2 separate regions of the Danio rerio genome follow, and region 2 is linked to region 1. A link is a contact called in public Micro-C data. All regions are on one chromosome and are shown on one strand. The core of a region is the stretch at or near the end of the contact, and the rest is flanking DNA. Distances in the headings are between cores, read along the strand shown.

The links. A called contact is a pair of places that touch in the nucleus more often than the background predicts.
Region 2: a Micro-C map of caudal fin shows a contact between it and region 1, with 5 times the contacts expected there. The contact joins the promoter of stxbp4 here to the promoter of nat9 in region 1. A contact is called at or near these places in 1 of 18 Hi-C or Micro-C datasets (caudal fin) and 2 of 4 datasets of contacts at active chromatin or transcription factors (caudal fin and embryo).

Annotation. Positions count from the first base shown.
Region 1 is chr12:33,688,205-33,691,672 of GRCz12tu, reverse strand. It overlaps nat9 (N-acetyltransferase 9), which reads left to right and starts at 1,316. Exons shown (of 7, transcript NM_001328002.1): 1 at 1,316-1,485; 2 at 1,561-1,647; 3 at 1,722-1,831. The coding sequence starts at 1,571. It overlaps LOC137490454 (a long non-coding RNA gene), which reads right to left and starts at 1,305. Exons shown (of 5, transcript XR_012388081.1): 1 at 1,224-1,305; 2 at 979-1,038.
Region 2 is chr12:33,966,813-33,970,150 of GRCz12tu, reverse strand. stxbp4 (syntaxin binding protein 4) reads right to left here and starts at 1,472. Exons shown (of 24, transcript XM_009306799.5): 1 at 1,429-1,472. It overlaps cox11 (cytochrome c oxidase assembly homolog 11 (yeast)), which reads left to right and starts at 1,563. Exons shown (of 5, transcript NM_001082958.1): 1 at 1,563-1,594.

The DNA.
Region 1 (3,468 bases), core at 67-2,566:
TCATTTCTGAAATCTCATATAAGACTACTTCTGTGTTTGTGAAAAAAAAAACACGAGAGCAACACGAGGGAGAGAAAATATGACAGGACTGCACAAAAATGTAACTAAATAAATGTATGCGAACTTCATTAAATATTTAATGTAAATTACTGACCAAATTAGTTCACGTTTAAAAATAAATCATCCATTTGAACTGTTGGTTGATTGGTTTGTGTTTAGGAAAGATGTTTATTTAAGCATGTTTTCAAATGGGAATGTTTCCATCACATTTTTAAAATACAAACTAGCAAGTAACAAAGGCAACAAATAGCTATAAAAAAAAAGTTCACAAATCAATTATTCATTGCTAATACCAAAGAAATCTTGTTAATATTCACTACTGCTGCTGTTTTTCCTCCAAATTTCTGTCACTTCCAAGACGATGATGGCTTTATAAGCTGTATTTTGTTCATTAAAGATATACAATGACAGAAAATAAATGATTGGCAAATATTTCTAAGTGACTATGAACATATTTTGCCATATTCCCATATACTGTGGTGTGCGTTTTACAGAATAGGTATAGTTAGCATAACTGATTGTCCAACATAAAAAAATATTGAATTTCATAATTTAATTAAGATGGCTGCAAAACAGTAACTACTTCTGTGTTTTGTGGAAGAAGAAATAACATAAGAACAACATGAGGGAGAAAAATTATGACAGGACTGCACAAAAATGCAACTAAATTACTATAAATGTTAAATGTATGCGTCTTTAAAACTTTATTGAGAAATATTTGATGTAAGTTAAGCAATGTTGTTCACGTTGGTTGATTGGTTTGTGTTTAGGAGAGATAAAAACGAAGCAAATTTTTAAATGGGAATGTTTCCCTAACATTTTTGAAGTACAAATTAAGTGGCAAAGGCAACAAATATAAAAATAGCATGCAAATTAATTAACCATTGCTAATACCAAAGGAACGTTGCTAATACTCACTTCTGCTGCTGTTATTCCTCCAAAATGCTGTCACTTCCTGGACGATGATGGCACAAGGAGCTGTATTTTGTTCATTAAAAATGACAGAAAATTAATGATTAGATATTATTTAAGCGAATATGAACATAATTTGCCATATTCTCATATACTGTGGTGTACGTTTTACAGTATAGCTATAGTCAGCATAAATGATTGTCCAACACAGAAAAATGATAATGAATTTCATAATTCAATTGACTACAAACAGCAAATTCGACTGAAGTCATTTTAAACTCTTCCCGTGAAAAAGCTGTGGTCTTCCGCCCTCTTGTGTTCCAGAATAAAAACTCGCAACATTTTCCACGCATGCTGATGACGTCTTTCACACGCGCCGCAGTTTATGCGAGTTGTATTGAAACTCGCAAGATCGCAATAAAATCTATGTAGTGTGAAACACCGAACATGCACTTAAATTAAACAAATGGACATTATTTGAGCGACCGTTCTATATTCAATTCTGAATTCAAGGTATGACGGTGACCAAAATGCTAAACTGCTAATTTGAATACCTAGTTGTGCTTGTTTACACACTTTATTTTACAGGCTGCTTATAATGAGGATAAATGAAGATACGCTACTGGAGGGGGAGAAGGTTGTTTTGGTTCCTTACAACGCAGAACATGTTCCCAGGTATTGTTAAGTGTTTCATTATTATTATGTTGGGGTCTCAGTGCATTTTAGCCTCATTTGACTCCTCTTTTCAGGTATCATCAGTGGATGTGCTCTCCTGACCTGCAGAAGCTGACCGCATCAGAGCCGCTGACTCTGGAGCAGGAGTATGACATGCAGACGAGCTGGAGAGAAGATGATGACAGTGAGCATTTTACACCATACCTCTGTATACGTTGTGAGAGTACATTTCCTCACATAAATCAGACATATGGTTAAAATATGCTATTTACATATGTGACATACAAGTTTATTAGGATCCGAAATGTTGTGAAAATGGCCGTTTACATATATATTTATTCCAACCATTGGAATTACAGATATGCACATATACAGTGCTCAGCACAAATGATTACCTCAACCTCACAGATCTAATTTTAAAATAAATATTTTCTATAAGATAATATATTACAACAATATATTTGTGTGTATACTCACTAGCCACTTTATTAGGTACATCTGTAAAACTCCTTAACACACATTTCTAATCAGGCAATCACGTGGCAGCAACTCAGTGTAGACATGGTCAAGACGATCTGCTGAAGTTCAAACCGAGCATCAGAATGGGGAAGAAAGGTGGTTTAAGACACTTTGAACGTGGCCTGGTCTGAGTATTTCAGAAACTGCTGATCTACTGGGATTTTCATGCACAACCATCTATAGGGTTTACAGAGAATGGTCCTAAAAGAAGAGATGATATCTAATGAGTGGCAGTTCTGTGGGCACAAATGGCTTGTTGACGTCAAAGGAAAATGGCCAGACTGGTTCCAGCTGATAGAAAGTCAACTGAAACTCAAATAACCACATGATACAATCGAGGTATGCAGAAGAGCATCTCTGAACACACAACATGTCGAACCTTGCGGCAGATGGGCTACAGCAGCAGAAGACCTAACTAGGTGCCACTCCTGTCAGCTAAAATTAGGAAACTGAGGCTACAATTCGCACAGGCTCACCAAAATTGGACAATAGACAATTGGAAAAACAGACATTCGGATGGTAGGGTCAGAATTTGGCATCAACAGCATGGATCGATCCTGCCTTGTATCAACAGTTCAGGCTGGTGGTGTTATAGTGGGGTATATTTAATAACAATTGAGCATCGTGTCAATGCCACAGCCTACCTGAGTATTGTTGCTGACCATGTCCATCCCTTTATAACCATTTCTGATGCCTACTTCCAGCTGAATAACACATTATGGCATAAAGCGTGAATAATCTCAGACTAGTTTCTTGAACATGACAATTAGTTTACTGTACTCAAATGGCCTCCACAGTCACCCGAACTCAATTCAATAGAGAGAGCACCTTTGGGATGTGGTGGAACGGGAGATTTGCATAATGGATGTGCAGCCGACAAATCTCCAGCGACTGCATGATGCTAGCATGTCAAAATGGCCCAAAATCTCTGGAGAATATTTCCAGTACCTTGTTGAATCTTGGCCACAAAAGATTAAGGCAGTTCTAAAGGCAAACAGGTCCAACCGGGTACTAGTAAGGTATAGCTAATAAAGTGGGCAGTGAGTGTACATTAGATTTGTCAGTACCAACACCAAAACTGGAACAAATCTTACAAGAAAATTTAAGATCCCAGTCCAAAAAGTTATCTTTTATTCCTCAAGATGTTAGGTGACCAAACTCCTATTTTAATAGATGTAACCATTTAATAAAACTGTTTTGTTTAAATGCACCAAAAATTCTTGTCTATGTTCACAGAGAAATTGAAATATTGATATCTATATATATATATAATTTTCAAAAATATAAGTTTAATTCATAATA
Region 2 (3,338 bases), core at 223-2,722, 280 kb before region 1:
GTCGTGTGAAAAAAATCACGCAAAAAGTTTTGAAGGTTGTAATTATGTCTGTATGTTTCTTGTTAAATAGAATAAATATATTAACAGCATCAGGGACTTTATCAGTAAAATAAAATATCCACAAAACTGTATAGAAAGTACATAAGTGTAGTCAGTTCTTTAACTTTAACCAGAGTCAGTTTAAACATGAGTACTTTGCCCTCTCTGTCCACTTTTTCAATTTAATGTGTACTTGGTTGGTAAAAAAAAAAAAAAAAAAACATATGTGTGCATGCGTACACTAGCATAAACACTGACTGGCACGTGTTATAATAATATAATTTTTTTAAAACAAGAAGCTCAGGATATATTTTTGCACTCATTCAGAATAAATACAGGAATTAGAGATTGAAATTCAAGACCTTTTAAGACCTTTTTTAGGACTCTTTCCATACATCTTAAAACCTTATAAACACTTTAGGTTTCAACCGTAAACACCAGCGAGACTTTAACTTACAGTATAACTACTGAATATTAATGTAAGAAACTAATCCAAAACTAAAACATTATTCACATACTGAATAAAAATCTAATAAATCTAGCTAATTCAGCCGGTTGGTGCATAGAACTGCAGGAATAACCGTGTTTTCTTGATTACTGCAGTAAACAAAGCAGCATGATTTCAAATCTATTAGGATTTCATTGATTTTTATAAACTACACAGCATCCTGATATTCACAGATTTAATTCAGGCAAACTTTAGCATACATACAATAATCAAAAATTATATAAAAATTAATACCTTGCAAAATAGCATTTAAGACTTTTTACTACTTTTTCAGGGCCTTACATTTCTCTACAATGATTTATCAACTTTTAATACCTTGTAAGACCCCGCGGACACCTTGTCATTATAAATGTAAATAAATACAAAAACACTAGTTATATTAACCACCTTTCCAGATTTTGTGTAATACTTCTGTAGTAAATGATGATAAAGCAACAAAAAGTAAACTTCCATAAGTGTGATGCTTAGCTAAGTTATGCCTTAAGGTTTTCAGAACAACTAACTTTACCTGCACATTTTACCTTGAAACTTAATGTGGCCTAAGCTCGTATGTAGAAACAAAACTTAACAGTTACTTCCCCTAAAAACTACATGTACACCGCCACATTCCTATTCTATATTGTCGTTTATTAAAGGGTTACACATATATAATTGCACAACTTAATCTAGCTTTTGAAATCCGTCCTGTAACTTAACGTACAGGTCTATTTTGCTGTGAGAATATTGAGGAAATGTTTGCATTTAAAAAAGCTATTAAGCCGGTTCTTGAACGTCTTAATTAACATAATTCAAGTAAGACCTTAAGAAAGATTAGTAATATGTAATATACTGTATGTTTTGTAATAATCACATTTTCACCCATCAACGAGCACGTACTGTACCTCAAACCCGTTGATGCAGAATCCGCCGGAACTGTAGCAGTAGTGGCTTCTTGTTTCCGGGGAACGCAAATCTGTTGCGCCAAAAGGCTAGCGTTGAACTTGATGTTTTGTAACATGCTGTTGAAGGGTGAACAGTTTATGGACATAATCGTTTACTGTGAGTCAGGTAAGTCTACATCATCTTCTGTTTGGGAAGTCATGTTATTTGAAGTTTGGCTTGGTCACCGTAAAAATACAAAGCAACGTTTATGACTTGTTAACAGAATGGCTGAGCCTGTTAGCATTGTCAATTTTTGTACTAAATACTACAATTAAAAAGTTTGGGATCAGTTTTTCGTCAAGTTTATATTTATTTGTTAAAAAATAATGAAGTGTGTAAGTTTTTTGAGTGCAAACTGCAAAGCTGAATTGGCCATCCTTGCAGTGTTTAGTCTTACCTGAACCTTGAGAAAGAAATAATAAGCAGAAAATTAGTTATTCTTTATTCATTCTTTATTTCACTCCGTTTAATACAAAGGCATTGCTAAACTATCTTAACTTAAATTTAGAATTGAGTGTGTTGTATTTCCACTACATTTGAAATATAGATTAAGAAAAAAAGCTATTTAAAAAAATGCACTGTTTTCCCAGCTTCTAAGGTAGAGCTGTATTTTAACAACTATATATTCATATGTAGATATAACATGAAATAGATATCTAGGCATATTGATATTGTAATGTGCACATTTGCAATAGTCACATCGCAAGATATGCAATGTTGAGTCTGAATTATAGCTAAGCCCCACAGAGCACATCTGATTTATTTTTGTCACTGCTAAGCTAATAGAATTAAAGTTTATCATTTTATGTTTTTTTAACGCCTTTGACTGAACATTTCAAGAGAATTTGGGTAGAAATGTGTATGTTTGGAGGTGTAACAAACATGAATTGTTTTTAATTATTTATTTTATTTATGCAAAAAAGATTTCACTTACCCCACTTTCTTGATCTACAAAAATGTTTAGATATTTTGAAACAAGCTAATTTTTTGCATTGTGATTATTCAATTTCTGTACCTGAATGCTGTTAAACCCTCCAGAAAACCATCTAATAGGGCTATAAAAACTATGTGAAACTGCATTCATATAGCAATATTTATTGCAGGATGATGACATATTGCTGTTAGGTCACGTGTGGAACCTGTTTGTTGTGGTTCTCTTTTGTGGTTCTTGTTTTGATTTGCAGAGCCTGCATGATTGCTGATTTGTGGGTGGGTCATCTCACCTGAGACCTGTTATGTGGTGCCTATAAAAAGTCCAATATTTGACATGAGAAGAGAGCTCGGTTAGCCAGACCTCCCTGCCTGGCATTTTGGTTTTATTTTAGTTTGTTTTGGATCATGAGCTCAGTTCACTACCATGCACGTTTTTCACTACTGACTTCCATTTACAGTATACTGACTTTGATTTCTTTAAATACTTTGGTTAATTGTACTTTTTTGTTAATAAAATATTTCTCTTTTTAATTTACCCGCTACGTATTGTCTCTCTAGCGGTAAAATTTTGAGCTGGTTGTAACAATTGCATAATAAGATTTTTCCAATATTGTGCAGCCCTAATATATATGTTTTATCCAAGGTTATTGTATTATCAGAATCTTATACCAGTCCATGCCCATGTCTGTGTGTGTATGTGTATATATATATATATATATATATATATATATATATATATATATATATATATATATATATATATAGATAGATAGATAGATAGATAGATAGATAGATAGATAGATAGATAGATAGATAGATAGAAAGGCAGGCAGGCATACACTGATGTAAGATTCTGATGGTATGGTAACCTTGGATAAAAATATCACGGTATTGTAATTACTGCTCTAAAATTTGTAGCTTTTAAATGTCTTATTAA